Linked DNA regions of Mus musculus: regions 2, 3, 4 and 5 are each linked to region 1. Evidence: chromatin contacts called from public promoter capture Hi-C data. All regions are on one chromosome and are shown on one strand. Each heading gives the region's core, a stretch centred on a gene start, on an enhancer-like site or on the middle of the called end of the contact. The rest is flanking DNA. Distances are from core to core; before and after follow the strand shown.

Region 1 (2,801 bases), core at 96-2,595:
TTCAGAAAAGCAGGCAGATTTCACCCTTACCTGGAGGCAGGGTCACCTAAAATGAAGCTTCCTCTTGCACCTTCTTACAACCATTCCATCCCTGGGCACTAGGGGACAGGTCCATGGACATAGGGAACTGGGCCTCGAGTCCTCTGGACCAGTCTCTTCTCTTTCTTGGCGATAGGAATGGAAACTAGGGCCTCATACATCATAGGCAAGCCGTAACACTCCTGCAACCATATCTTCAATTAATAAAACGTAACTTGTAAGAATCCAATAATGAATCCAGCTGCTCCTCCTAGAACACAATACACGCCTTTCTCCCCTTCAGATTCCGACCGGCCTCTAGTGAGACACTATGAGTGGCGAACTAACAGACTCGGACGCCTGGATCTCTCACCTGAAGGTGATTTTACATAAAATGGGGAACTGGGGGGCTACACATCGGGCTCCCAGCTCCCTTCCCTGCCTGCCCCGGGCCAGAAGCTCCGGCATTGAAGCCACGCCCATCCTCAGAAGGGTGCGACACGCCTACTTCTCCCACATGGACCCTGGTTTCTTCCGAGTCCTCGCCCGCCATGCTAATGTTTGTCTGTGTCTGTCCACTGTGTCAGTAACTCTCAGAAAAGCAAAACCAAAAACCCCACCAATCGCCAACAATCCGCCTCAGTGTCTTTCTGGAGCCCTTGTCAGAGACCTCAGAGCTATGCATATCACACCCTGCCTACCTTGCAGGGAAGCCAGGAGGACAGAGTGGGAAGGCAAGGACAGTGTGGCGAAGCTTCCGGGCGGTGTACAGAGAGGGGAGGCCCGGGGTCTGGGTCGCATTCAGCTTTGTAACTTTAAGGAAAGAACTCAATTTCGTGGGTTCTGGGTTTTCTGTTGAAACAAGGGGATGGGTTGAAGGACGATCACAGGGCTTCTCAACCCCGACCGTTACTGGGGTCGGGCGCGGCATTCCCGGCCTCCCTCCCAAGCCGACGGCCCTCGGTCCCCTCCCCCGCCCGCTCAGGCCACGCGTCCAGGGGCCTGGGGAGCATGTCCTCCCACCCCCACCCACCCTAGAAAACCGAGCAGGGGGGCCCGCCCGGTAAGTCCGGCCGCCGGTTCCAGGCCGAGCCCTCGGTGCCCGAAACCCGCTGCACGCACACAGAGGCGCGTGATCCCGCCCGCCGATTAGTCAGCAGTTGTTTCAGGCCGGCCGGGATCCCTTCCCCCAGCCCTCCCGCCAGCCTCCGTCTCCCTCCAGGGCAGACTCTTCAGAGACGGTCCCTAGAGCCAGCGGGCGTAACCATTCCGAGCCACCGCGCCTCGCGCCAAGGAGCTCTCGGGTTCGTGGGTAACCCTCGCTCACTGGCGCGCTGGCCCCCGAGGCGCCTTTTTTTTTTAGACCACTCGTCACGTCCGGCTCTTTGGGAGAGGATCGGGTCAACGGTTTCGGGAGCGAAGAGCCGAAGAGCTCCGGTTCGCTCCTCTTCGGCCACCCCCGAGGCCTGGCCCGATGGTAGCGTCCGAGGTTGCGGGTTTCGCGCCTGCGCAGTGCGGCGCCTAGGGGGAACGCGAGAAGGAGACGGACGTTGAGAGAACGAGGAGGAAGGCGAGAAAATGGCGTCCACGGGTAAGCGGAGTGGGATCGCGGTCCCGCCGGCGACAGCTGGGACACCCAGACTGGGAGGCGCTCGTCTCTGGGGGTGGCAGGGATGACTGAGTGAAGTCGCCGAAAGGGGTTGGAGTTCCCGCCGCGGCCCGACGAGCTCGGGGGTGGGGGTGGGGGATCCGCGTTCCCTTCCCCTCCCCCACTAGGCGGGCTGGTTCTGGAACCTTTTGGCGGCCGCGTTGCGCGCGAGGGCCTCGCGGTAGCTGAGGCGTGCAGAGCCCGTCCAGGCCTCCTTTGTGTGGTGGTTGTCGGGGCCGGGTGCTCCGGGTCTCTCGCCACGTGGGCCGGGCCTAGGGCCTCCGAGGGCCCGAAGGGGACCGCGGCTGGGCCTGGAGCCCATCACCCCGAAGGCGCGTGAAGCGAGGTGTCTGATGGCGGCTCGAGAAGCCGTGGCCGGTTTCCCGTGGAACGTCTCCTCCCATCGCTAGCCCCAGGGCAAGTGTTTACTGTGTAGGGACTCAGAAAAACAAACAAAAAGCCGTCGCGAATGTGTAAGCTGAGGGGCGCCGGCTTAAGAGGGGAGCCCCATTATCCCCCAGGCCTGGCCCGGCCCGACCAAGCTGCCCCCTCGGAGGACCTAGTTGGTTCCCCTAAATCTTCGTGCTCCCCACTCAAGAGGCTTCGATTTAATCATGAGTTAACTCCACCTCCTTCCCTACCCAAAAAGCAGTGGCTTCCCAGTGTCCTTTTCTCAGCAACCGGCGCGGGGGATCGGTTGTATAACAAGGTCCGTCTGGATCCGGAGAGGAGACTCTTTTCCAGAAAGAGATTTCTAGCAGCTTTGATCCAGGAGAGGCAGAAAAGCCTCGGCACGCCACGTTTCTGTAGGCCTGCTCGTTAAGCTAGCCGGCTGATTTATTTCTTGGCCCTATTGAGGCCAGGGGAAGAGACCCATAGCGGATTTTGAAAGTCCAGGGCGGGAACTCTAGAATGTGATGGTTATGTTGTGGTCCTTACCGAGAGAATAAGTGTAGCCTAGCCCTCACCTGCAGTTTAGAATACAGTTAACTGGCACAGTGGCGGGTTTTTTGTTTGTTTTTGTTTTTGCTTCTAGCGGAATCTAGGGTCTGGTGATGTGGCCTTGGAGGCAGGAGGAGAAAACAAGTGGGGGTGACAGGAAAAGCTCTGGGTTCTTCATTTGGCTTAGGAAAGC
Region 2 (2,801 bases), core at 220-2,719, 1.2 Mb after region 1:
GTTTTTCTTTTTTTTTGTCCAGAATATTAAGAGTGAAAGCTCTGGGCCAGGTATAATGGCTCACGTCTGTAATCCCAGAACTCTGGTTCTAAGAAACAAACATTTCCAGATGGAGACCAGCCTGGACTACATATAAAGACTCTGTTTCAACACACTTTATTTTAAAAGATTTATTTATTTTATCTTATGTTTATGAGTATACTGTAGCTATACAGATGATTGTGAGCCTTCATGTGGTTTCTGTTCTGGGAATTGAATTCAGGACCTCTGTTCACTCAGGCACAAAGATTTATTTATTGTTATATGTAAGTACACTCTAGCTGTCTTCAGACACACCAGAGGAGGGCATCAGATCTCACTACAGATGGTTGTGAGCCACCATATGGTTGCTGGGAATTGAACTCAGGACCTTTGGAAGAGCAGTCAGTGCTCTTACCCACTGAGCCATCTCACCTCCTTCCCCCCCCCCCCCACTTTAAAAATGAAAATAAATTTCCCTTGTTTCTAGAAGCTTTGGTTTCTCTAGGATAAAGGGCATTCCTTGTGGTGGGGTGTGGGGCAGCTGTTCTGTGTCCTGCCCTCCTCTTGACAAAACACTGAGCTATTAGCTATTTGCCAGACAAGCTGTTCTCCCTGGTTTGGGTCTTTGTACACAGCGGTTTCTCCTTGAAGGTCTTTCTTGTTTCTCTAACTCTGTAGACCTTGTCTCTTCTGTGACTCTTGCCCAAATTTGGTAGAACTAATGACAGGCCTGTCATCTTAGGTAGCTTGGCAATTTGTTTCAGGAGTCGAAACATCTCGTTAAGAATTTATTAGTTAGCTTCCTTCCCTGAGGGCTGCACACACATCTGACACGTGCATGCACAGTGGCTGCTTCCCAAGCTTGTCAACCTTGCTCTCATCTCCTGCTCTGGTCGCTGACAAAATGTACCACAGAACTCTCTAGTTAATAACTCAATGATGCTCTCGGAGCATCTACTCTGCCAAATGTGCCTCATATGCACCATCTTATTACAGCCTTTGAAGGAGGTATTATCTTCATTGTATAGATGAGCCAACAGAAGTTTGTGGAGTGGCTACAGTTCCCACAACTAGGGAGAGGGCCTAGGCTGGATTTCCTCAGGTCGGACTCCCAGGGTTTGAGATTTGCTGTCCACGACCCACCCATTGCTCAGAGTTGCGTGGCGAGCGCACCGCGTGGCTTTCATTCACCATTGTTCTCCCAGCGCCTGGCACAGGAGGGACAGCAGCCTGAAGCGTGAAGTGCCTTCCACGTCGTCTGCCTAACTCTTGGCCCACGGGGTTCCTTCCACCTTAGCCAGAGCGGCGGAGGGACCCACGCGCACCCGATCTCTGTCGCTCACGTGAGGGCTCCACCCATCCCGTCCACTCCTCCACCAACCCCGCCCGGCTCCGCCCCGCCACTCCCTCCGAACAGGCCCCACCCACTCCCGCCCCGCCCCGCCCCCACTCCGCGCTCCGCCGAGCTCGGGTCCACAGCTCTATGGGGAAAGCGGCCGCTCTGAGCCGAGGCGGCGGCTGCGCTGGCCGCTCCCGCGGGCTCTCGTCGCTGTTCACGGTTGTGCCCTGCTTGTCCTGCCACACGGCGGCGCCGGGCATGAACTCATCCGCGTTCGGCTCAGGACCAGCGTCAAAGCCTCAGCTCCAGCCTGTGCAGGCACCAGAGCGGGAGTTGCTGTCGAAACAGGTGTGCCAGCCAATTTCTGAGCCGGCGTCGAGATCCGAACCTGGGTCCCAGACGACGTCTGTGCCAAGGCCTTCAGGGGTTGGGCAGGAATCGGAACTACAGGGCTTGTGGCCGGGGTCAGAGAACGGCACAAGGTCTGTGTCCATCATCAAAGCTTCGCCAGAGCTGGCAATGCCGTCCCCGCTGCAGTCAACAGTAGGGAGTTTGCCCGTCACCAAACCCGAGTCCAAGCTGGTGCCAAAGACCCAGTCTTTTCTGCGACAAGGACAGGCGAAGATTTCTGTCGGGACTCCGGTGTCAGGGATTGGTGTCCAAATGGTCTCACCACCTCTGGACAGCTACAAGGGTTGGCTCCTCAAGTGGACTAACTACCTGAAGGGCTACCAGCGCCGTTGGTTCGTGCTCGGCAATGGCCTGCTGTCCTACTACAGGTACGGAAGTACCGAGGTAGGACATCTGTGGTTGGAGGGTGGTGGTGGCCGGCCTCGACTGTGGGGTGGGTGTCACCATAACCCTTCTGAGATGTTTGCATGAACTTCTGTAGAAGTAATGCCTGTCAACTGCCAAGGGAAGACGTGACCTGTGGACATGGCCTCTGGCAAGCTTGAGTTTAAAAGGATGAGTGGGGAGATGGGTGGAGTAGGTCTTTTGTTCCCCTCCTGTTTTTGGTGGTCATGGAACCAGGGGCTGCGTCTGGTTCACTGTGTTCATGGAGGGAGGCAGCTAGTGAACCCCTCTCTTGGGAAGGACTGTGGGTCCCACCTCCCGTGGTTACTTCATTTGTTTCCTACCTTTGCTGACACCTGCTGGTGGCCAGGCCTTGGGCTGGGACTCGCTGACCCACAGATAGAGCAGACATAGTGTGTACCCCCTGGGACCCCAAGTTGACATTTTGCAGCAGATAATGCTTTCCTGTTCCCTTGCTTATTCCAGAAGTAGCTTGGGTTTCGGAGCTGCAGTAGAGACAGAGCTGGCACGACCTCCTGCTAAAGCTGGACTTCCTTCCCTTTCTCACTAGCTGTTTCCTGGGATTGCAAGCTTTGAGATCTCAGGCCGCTCTAGATGAGAGCTTCTCAAACTAAGTGGGGTTGCT
Region 3 (2,801 bases), core at 180-2,679, 1.2 Mb before region 1:
AATGACAAGGATAGAAAAAGAGAAAAAGACAATTATAGTGTCACTTTCCTAACGCCACCTACTAATCTACCTGGTTCCACCTTCAAGGGCAAGGCTAGAGGATCAGACAAACAGAGGAACTCCAACGGTGTCCTCTGCTCAATGTCAGAGCACAGGATACACAGACACAAGTAGGGCCTGTAAGGGCAATGAAATCCACAGAAAAGCTGGGGGAAATTTTTACTTCTATTTTTAGTTACACGCTTCTACTTAGGGTGATGAAGACCAGTTGCACATTCGCAATAGCTTCACTATATACAGATAACACTTACGGACGTAGAGACCTCCATCGAATACAGGTTGACCCCACTGACCCCACTTGGGCCTGTAGAGGTGTTCCTTGAGTGACCTTTTGACGTCAAGGATCTAAAACTCCACCCTCCAATGATGCTTAACGCCGCCATTTTCTGATCTTACAGTCAGGAAGTTGAGTTACGCATGCGCACAACACCTAGCCCGTCACTTCTCATTACCTTTAATCCCTTTTCCACACCTCACCCTGCTCCTTCACCGTGTAGATACTCAAATGCCCTACACTCCGCTCTCCTGTCTTTACATGGTATCCACGTGAGGATTCTTGCCGAACCTGTCACTTCAGAGACTGGCACACTGCTCGGTGGGCAAAAGAAACATGATCTGGTAACTCATGCGAGGGCACAGTAGCAGGCTTCCCAGTCACTCTGGGTATAACTCACATCTGTCACACACTCTCGCGAGGAAAGCGGTGCGTGGATGGTGTTTCTAGGGAAACCAGTGTCACCTTGGCCGACAGCCTGGTTTACCTCATACCGGCAGGTGGGGCTGCCGCAGGCACCAAGGTCAGCGCCGTGTCCGGGCACGGCGAACACAAGGACGGCGGCCTGCTGGGGTCAGCGCACGCAGGACAAAAGAACGCGCGCGGGCCAGAGGGAGCGACCGGTCCACGTGACACGCCGCGACCTTGGGGCTCTCCCGGGCCGCCAGGCCACCTACTCCCTAGCCCGCCACCTTCGCGGCTCCGCCGCCAGAGCCAATAGCGCTCGGCCCCCCGACCCCCGGCGCAAGTCCGCGTCCGCCAATCTCCGCCCGCCTGGAGGACCCTGCCACGCCATTGGCTATAACGTCTGTCCGTCAGGTCTCGTCCCCCGCCCACCATCGCCGCCCTCCGCCAGCCCGGCTCTGTCCGGCTTCACGCCCGTCACTCAGGCACTCCGGAAGCAAGGACGCATAGGCCTCACCCTCGGCCGCGAGCTCCGGGTGTCAAGCGCCGAGCCTCCCAGCCCTGGACGGAGCCCGTCTGCCGCACAAGGTTACCTGTCTCCCGTTCAGCTCCACCCGAGTGAAGCGCCGACACCACTCCGGGCTCCAAACTCTCAGCCCCGCCCCGGCGTGTGGCGTCAACGCGTAGCCCGGCCCCAGAGGAGCGGCCTGCAAGACAGGCTGTGGGCGTGACGTGACGTCACAGAATTGGGTTTCAGTCGCTCGCTCGGGCTTCGCGCCAATGCAGAACTTTGCATCTGGCCAAAGCCAGCCTGTTGCTCACTGTCTTTCGGCTGTCATTAGCAGTTACACGGGAGACGCTTCCGAAGCTTGTTAAGAACCTGGTACATTCAGGGCGTGGGATGCCGTCTGATAATTGAAGCGTTTGGCGGGCCGAAGCAGGAGCGCTGCGACTTTGAGGCCCACGGGCTTTGTATCCAAAACAAGCTGCCCTAAATAATAGTTGGGTTGGTAAAATGTATCCCTGCACAAAATAATTTGAATAACATGAGTGACTATTTTGAACACTTGTTTTGCAGCAGTCCTTATGAAGATTAGTTAGCGAGGTCTAATGTGACTTGGTTGTCATGCGACTTGGGTGTTCCTGCTAGTATTCTGACAGGAAGCTGTGCTGGGGTCCCCCTGGATCTTCCTGGCTCCAGAGCCTGCTCTAAACAGACAAAATCCACTAGTTAACCTGTTACACTTCACTAATATGAAATGTTCCCCGTGTCAAAATGTTAAGCCAGAGCCTGGCTGTGTGAGTGCACACCTTAAAGCAGAGCACTCAGAAGCAGAGGCAGGCTCATCTCTGAGTTTGAGGTCAGCCTGGTCTACAGAGAGAGTTTCAGGGCCACATAGAGAAACCCTGTCTTGGGAAACAAAATAAAAAACTAACAAAAATATTCAGCCAGATTTTGCAGCACACACCTGCAATTTCAGAACAGAGAAAAACTGACCAATTGGGAGGTCAAGATGGGCTACATAGAGTTCTTGTGGGCAGCCTGGGCTACACAGTTGGATCAGGTCTCAAAAAGGAGAGTGGTTCATTTCATACTCATGTCTTTTGTTGTTGTTGTTTGAGACAATGGCATGTAGCTGAGGCTGGATTCAATTTCATAATGTAGGCTGACCTTGCTCTGTTTCTTTTACCTGCATATACCAGGTGCTAGGACTATAGCTATAAGTCCCATGCCCAGCTTCATGCTCATGGCCTTTAACTCTCCGCTTGTTTCTCTTTTTTAGCAGAGTAGTTTTTGATGGACAGCAATACAGACTGTCAGTTTATCCTTGCTATGTATGGCAAATGGCACCAGTGCTGGATGAGCTGGCTGGAGAGTCCTTTTGCTCTACTGAAATAGAAGTCACAAGTAGTCACAAGTATGCCAGAAGCTCTTCAAGCTTTGGTAGCAGTGATAGGCCACAGTACAAGGGCAGAAGCATCAGCAATGGTACACGTGAGTTGTCCTCCCATGGACCTGGGGTATATCGTCCTAAGAAGCCTAAGGGCTAAGAAGCCAAGA
Region 4 (2,801 bases), core at 90-2,589, 1.1 Mb before region 1:
TTTCTGTGAATTTGAGGACAGTTTGGTCTATACAGCGAGTTCCAGGGCAGCCAAGGCTGCAGAGTAAGACAATGTCTTTTAAAAAAGTTAATTTGTAGATGTTAGTTAGTCTAGTAGAGATGAAATTCATTAAAATCTTTTTTGTTGTTGTTGTTGTTTTTTTTCCGGTCAGGATCTCCTTGCAGAGCCCAAGTTGGTCTTGAACTGGCTATGTGGATGAATAAACATTTCTGGTTCTGTCGCCACCTTCCCAGTGCTAGGTTTACAGGTATGGGTTACTACACAGTTTATACAACATTCAGGACACATTAGTCACACATGTGGGTTACTACACAGTTTATACAACACTCAGGACACATTAGTCACACACTTTACCAATTTAGCTACATTGAATGAAAAAAAAACAAAAAGGAGGACATGATGGCTTCTAGGTATGGTGGAGGAGGTTTATTGTAGACAGGAGGGAGCAGACAGCCAGAAGCAGAGGCATCTGGGAGAATTCAGGGTGGAAGTGGCTGTAGAATGAGCTGGGCCATGTGAGAAGGGTTAGGGGAGAGGGTAGAAGAGACCTGGAGTCAAGAGGCCAGGAGACCAAGAGGCCAAAGGGTAAAAAGGACCTCATAACCAAAATGGCTGGGTTACATAGGAATCAGAGAAGCTTGGGGAGGAAAAGGCCAGCTCAGACTCTGGACTGGAGAAGTTTAGGGTAGAGGTCAGGATTAGTATGCCAGCCAGAAGGATCCTGTACCAGAAGGTACTGAGGGAGACTGGTGGCCAGAGTCTGCTTTGATATTTTATTAGGCATCTCAGCCATTTGTCTTCGGTTTGTGACCTAGCATATGTTCCTAATCTGTCTGTCTTTCGTCTCCCCCCAACCCTCTTCTGAGACTGGGTTTGACTCTATAGCCCAGGTTGGCCATGATTTGGATGCGGGGATTACAGGTATAAACCACAGATTGATTGTGTGTCAACCTTACATAAACGTTTTCTTAAAATGTCTATATGCACGTATTAGTAACGGCACGTGTATACACACATGCTATACATACGGATGCACACACACATATTTACAGTATCATACTTCTTTTTTTCCTTCACTGAGCTTTTCACACTTTTCTTGTCCTTTCAAGTCACCTTGAAATCTGGTGCAACCTTCTGAGTTTCACTCATAGCTCTGTTAATAGGAATTCCATACAATTCTACAATATTCCTTTTCCGTTCCCTCCGCTAACAAACAAAATGTGGTATTATAAGAAGGCGCACCAGACACCTACGCAGGAATTCAATCCAGAAAGAAGAAAGGCTCCCAGACCACGTGACACCTCCAGGGACTACGTCAAGTGGCCGTCACCACAATGCTTCCGCCCTCTTCAAACATGGTTGGCAAGCGCTCTCCGCATCGTGACCATGGTTATTCTTGCATGTAGGAACCGTACTGAGCGCATACCAATCTCCTTTAGGCAAGTGTCGCGGCGGAGGAGATCCAGCAGAGCCGCAAGAACGACGATCGGTTACCGCCGGTAGTAACAAGCGCGGACCGGAAGTTCCGCGTCTTCGCTGTCCGGGGGGAGCCGTTAGGCGCGCACGCCGGAAGTGGCCAATCAGCCGGTGTGAGGCGGTGCCCACTGTGTTCGCGTCCCTCGGGCAGCAGAGCCATGGAGCCCGGGGCTGCTGAGCTTTATGACCAGGCCCTGTTGGGCATCCTGCAGCACGTGGGCAATGTCCAGGACTTTCTGCGCGTGCTCTTCGGCTTTCTCTACCGCAAGACCGACTTCTACCGCCTGCTGCGCCACCCTTCGGACCGCATGGGCTTCCCGCCCGGGGCCGCACAGGCCCTGGTGCTGCAGGTGAGGTGGAGAGAGGCGGCGGGCCGTTGGGGTCCAGCAGGTCCTTACCCCAGTTCCACCTCCCAGCGCCAGAGGTGCCCCGGCTCGCGTCCTACGTCTGGGAACTGCGCCACTCCGTAGCCCACCCTTCAGGGTTTGTGATTCTCTCTGGGGTGCCACCAGGTGATTTGAGTAAATGGCCAGGCGTTATCTGACCCACGGATCCGTTGGCAGGAATGCGCTTCTTTGGGTACAGGCTGGGTTTGTGCGGGAGATGCTTAGGTGTTGGACCTGTCAGCCTGGGTTTGAGGGCCTCCCAGCGCCCTGTGGGCATCCCCAGAACGGTGCAAGGGGCTTGTTAGGCAGGGTTCAAACCGTGCAGGCTGTAGGAGGAGGACTTTCACAGCGGGAGAAACTAGTAGATTTCAGAATTCCCGGGCTCGGAGGTGGCAGGAATGACTGGTATGTATTGATTGGTGGGTGTGGCCTCTTGCCAGTGACTTACTAAGTTGGTGGACAATTGTAATGTTTACGAAATTTACATTTGGATTAAAATTTATATGTCCTAGGTTATATTTATTGTTTTTGAAGCGTTACTAATGACTGACTCAAGTTGTTTGGACACCTTTTTAAAAACTGTTTTCTTTCGAGACAAGATCTTGCTGTGTAGCCCTGGTTGACTTGGAACTTGCCAGGTAGATCAGGATGGCTTCGAACTTATGGTCCTCCTTCCCGACGCTCCCGCGCTGGGATTGTTGACATTGTTGAGTTAGTAATAAGCAAACATTTAATGAATATATTTAACACTCTCAGCTGCGGTATAGACTCTGATGGTATGGATATTTAAATAATGGTCTGTCTACTTTTGACACTGTACAGAGAGTAAAGCACAGACACTAATAGAGAGCTCTGCTAGTTCTCTGTGTGGTAGAGCTCTTTGGAAGGAAGTGATAGAAGTGGTAGTTAGGAAATTGA
Region 5 (2,801 bases), core at 98-2,597, 1.1 Mb before region 1:
TATGGCAGTGTTTGCTTACATGCATGTTATGTTCAACACATGAGTGCCTAGTGGCTGAGGAGGACAAAAGATGGAATTACAGACAGTTGAAAGATGCCATGTGGCTGGGAGCCAGACTCAGTTTCTTGGAAAGAGTAGCAATGCTTTTCATCCCTGAGCTGTATTTTGTTTTATGTGTATGTAGCGTTAATGGGGTCCCGCATCTGCTCCGCCACAGGGCTCAGCTGATCAGGGAGGTGGGACACTGTAAGTCAACTGCGCTTCACTTTGGGGGTGAGGAAACACAGTCTGAGGCACAGGACAGCCGGAGCTGGCTCGGGAGTCCCCAGGCCTGCAAGGAGGCCAGCCTGTCTGATTTTCAGGCTCTTGGACACGCAGGCATCGCTGGAAGCATCGGAAGAGCTGAGAATGGAGTGGGGGCCTGTGGGCTAGATCTGACCCAGAGCCAAGAGGGGAAAGGGAGGAGCTTTGGCTGGTCCCGCAGTGGGAGTTCTCGGTGGTGGCCAAGGCTGATCGAAGAGAGGCCGTCTACTGGAGATCAGACAGTGGCTCTACAGGCAAAGGCCTCCACAGCTCCCTATGGCGGATCCCGATGAAAAGTGGCAGTCCATGGTTTTAAGGCCTTTATTGTCATGGCAGAAAGTGGATGAGTAAAACCATGCCCCACTTCTCAGGGCGGGTCTGAGGTTCAATACCTTTTGCAGGGAGGAGTGTCTGGGAAGGAAAGCTTATTGGCTAAGTCTCCAAGTCTTTAGCTACTTCATTCCAAATGGAGATCTGTCTTGAGCCTATATAATCTGTCACGTCCTCTACATGTGGAGGGGCTTGGTGCGTTGCCCTTATGTGACTGATGGCCACAAATCTATGGAGGGCTGTGGCCTCATTCTAGGAACAGGTGAAATGCCTATGAACACCATAAAAGTCCACCAACTTCCCTGGAGCTGGAGTTAAGTCAGAACCCGACTGAGGCCCTAGGCAAGAGCAGCCCCATTTTTTGCGATGGCTGATCTTGATCTTGTAAGCTTGTTTGGATTGAAAGCCACCTAGAAGAGTAGTGAAACCAGCTAGTAGGTATATCTACCAGTACGTTTCCATGGAGCTTTGACCTAAATCTATTGATGGACTGGCAATGTGAGCAGTCTGTGGTAGGTGGTGGGACTGGAAGATGAGGCCTCACTAGAGGAAGTGGATCTCTGGGATTGCTTTTGGAGATATCAGGGTTCCTTTCTGACACACTTGTGTCTTGGCTGCCATGAGGTGAGTAGTTGTGCCTTACCAAGCCTTCAACCATGCCAGAAACAATACAGGTTGCCAGGTATGAACTGTGTAAATCCTCTGCAACCAGAAGCCAAAATAACTATCTCCTCTTACATTGTTTGTCTAAAGTGGGGGAAGTTTGACTAACACAGTGCTGTTTGCTTGCCTGTTACAAAAGAAGCTGCCACGGAACATTTGTCTGTAAGTTCCAGCGGGGACACACACACTTTGTTACAATCCAGGAATAAAGGCTTTTGTCCATAGCCTTTGCTACCTTGTGCTGTGTTACTGCCCGCACAGCCCACTGTGTGTCGGAGATGCAGTGCTTCCTCATCCTGATCAACATTTGATGCTCTTTTTTTTTTTTTTAATTTTAGACTTTTCTCGTAAGTGTATGCTGGCATGTCATGTGGTTTGACTTGCATTTCCCTAATAAGCAAAGATGGTACAGTTTTTTCTGCCTTCTTTGGTGAAGTGTCACTTCAGATCACTTGCCTAATTTTAAAAATTGAGTTGTTCATTTTTTTAGTAAGTTTTGAGAGTTCCTGTATGCTTTATTAGATATGTAACCCGCAGATAGTTCTTCAGTCTTTGAATTGTCTTTTTGATCTTTTAAAGTTGCTGTTTGTATTTAAGGCTGGGAGAGGTGGGGCTCAAACCCAAGATCTGGTACGTGTGAAACATGCTATACCCCAGCCACCACATTGACTTTAGAAAATTAGAAGGCTTTATTTTTTTATTTTATGTCCATGCATGTTTTGCCTTCATGCATGTCCGTGCATCAAGTGCATGCTTGGTGACCATGGTGGCCAGAAGAGGGTGTTGGATCCCCTGGAACTAGACTTACGGGTGGTTGTGAGCTGCGGTGTGGGTGCTTCGAATCAAACCTGGGTCCTCTGGAAGAGCAGCCCCTACTTCCCGTAACCTCTTAGCCAAACTCAGGCCCAAACAGAACACTTTTGATGGGGTATAGAATGGCACTTTCTTCTTTTATGGATTGCATTTTTCTTGTTGCCACATCTAATCTTTACCCAGCAGAAATATTTTAAAAAATTTTATAGTTTGACTTCTAATTTGGTCAATTAGATTTTATAGTTTGACTTCTAATTTGAGTTAATTAGAATGTGATTCAGGATGTTGCTAGGAGTACATCGCTTTCTGTATGTAGATATCCAGGTGTGGCAGCATTGTTGGTTAAAAGGAGTCTATTGAACCTAGGGACCATCCCTGACTAAGCATGAATGACTTAAGCCCATAGCTTCCATTCATGTTTTCCTCTGACCTTTTCAATGTCCCCTTTGCCATCTCCTTGCTTTTAGTGTGTCTGTATGGTCAGTCTCCCACACCCCATGCCTTCTCCTGTCTGTCCCCGCCATGGTTATTAATCACTTTTACTTCCTGTGTTTCTCTGTTTCTCTGTGTTTTTATTTTAAGTGATTCTCTCACAAGCCATGCTTATGTTTCTTGATGTGAGAGCATATGCCCTTTAAAAACTTTTCAAATTACTTTATGAGAGAGAGAGAGAGAGAGAGAGAGAGAGAGAG

Evidence for each region. Promoter capture Hi-C pulls out the DNA fragments that hold promoters and counts their contacts.
Region 2: a promoter capture Hi-C map of liver shows a contact between it and region 1, with 2.4 times the contacts expected there. The contact joins the promoter of Osbp2 here to the promoter of Rhbdd3 in region 1. A contact is called at or near these places in 2 of 39 promoter capture datasets (both in liver).
Region 3: a contact with region 1 is called in a promoter capture Hi-C map of pre-B cells, with 4 times the contacts expected there. The contact joins the promoter of Ogdh here to the promoter of Rhbdd3 in region 1. A contact is called at or near these places in 8 of 39 promoter capture datasets (the 3T3-L1 cell line, the C10 cell line, cranial neural crest and 5 more), 2 of 484 Hi-C or Micro-C datasets (both in embryonic stem cells), 5 of 115 datasets of contacts at active chromatin or transcription factors (T-cell acute lymphoblastic leukemia, bone marrow-derived dendritic cells, large pre-B cells and 2 more) and 2 of 9 other capture datasets (adipose tissue and liver).
Region 4: a promoter capture Hi-C map of pre-B cells shows a contact between it and region 1, with 4 times the contacts expected there. The contact joins the promoter of Nudcd3 here to the promoter of Rhbdd3 in region 1. A contact is called at or near these places in 4 of 39 promoter capture datasets (embryonic stem cells, erythroid cells, hippocampal neurons and 1 more), 3 of 115 datasets of contacts at active chromatin or transcription factors (astrocytes, large pre-B cells and pancreatic cancer cells) and 1 of 9 other capture datasets (adipose tissue).
Region 5: a promoter capture Hi-C map of liver shows a contact between it and region 1, with 2.7 times the contacts expected there. The contact joins the enhancer-like site here to the promoter of Rhbdd3 in region 1. A contact is called at or near these places in 3 of 39 promoter capture datasets (liver and pre-B cells) and 2 of 115 datasets of contacts at active chromatin or transcription factors (astrocytes and bone marrow-derived dendritic cells).

The regions. Positions count from the first base shown.
Region 1 is chr11:5,097,817-5,100,617 of GRCm38.p6, reverse strand. It overlaps Rhbdd3 (rhomboid domain containing 3), which reads right to left and starts at 1,345. Exons shown (of 9, transcript NM_177370.4): 1 at 1,052-1,345; 2 at 720-870; 3 at 31-221. It overlaps Ewsr1 (Ewing sarcoma breakpoint region 1), which reads left to right and starts at 1,522. Exons shown (of 17, transcript NM_007968.4): 1 at 1,522-1,609. The coding sequence starts at 1,597.
Region 2 is chr11:3,862,571-3,865,371 of GRCm38.p6, reverse strand. It overlaps Osbp2 (oxysterol binding protein 2), which reads left to right and starts at 1,469. Exons shown (of 14, transcript NM_152818.3): 1 at 1,469-2,139. The coding sequence starts at 1,505.
Region 3 is chr11:6,290,225-6,293,025 of GRCm38.p6, reverse strand. It overlaps Ogdh (oxoglutarate (alpha-ketoglutarate) dehydrogenase (lipoamide)), which reads right to left and starts at 1,429. Exons shown (of 23, transcript NM_010956.4): 1 at 1,333-1,429. Gm46270 (predicted gene, 46270) reads left to right here and starts at 763. Exons shown (of 1, transcript NR_168687.1): 1 at 763-2,801.
Region 4 is chr11:6,198,989-6,201,789 of GRCm38.p6, reverse strand. Nudcd3 (NudC domain containing 3) reads left to right here and starts at 1,339. Exons shown (of 6, transcript NM_173748.5): 1 at 1,339-1,847. The coding sequence starts at 1,656.
Region 5 is chr11:6,164,202-6,167,002 of GRCm38.p6, reverse strand. The region is part of intron 2 of Nudcd3 (NudC domain containing 3); the gene reads left to right. Among named protein-coding and RNA genes, the nearest start is that of Nudcd3, 35 kb to the left of the region's middle. Within about 2 kb of position 1,347, at least 12 of the 459 cell types and tissues checked have an H3K27ac peak or open chromatin away from gene starts, as enhancers often do. A contact at or near this core is called in liver, where this site is marked.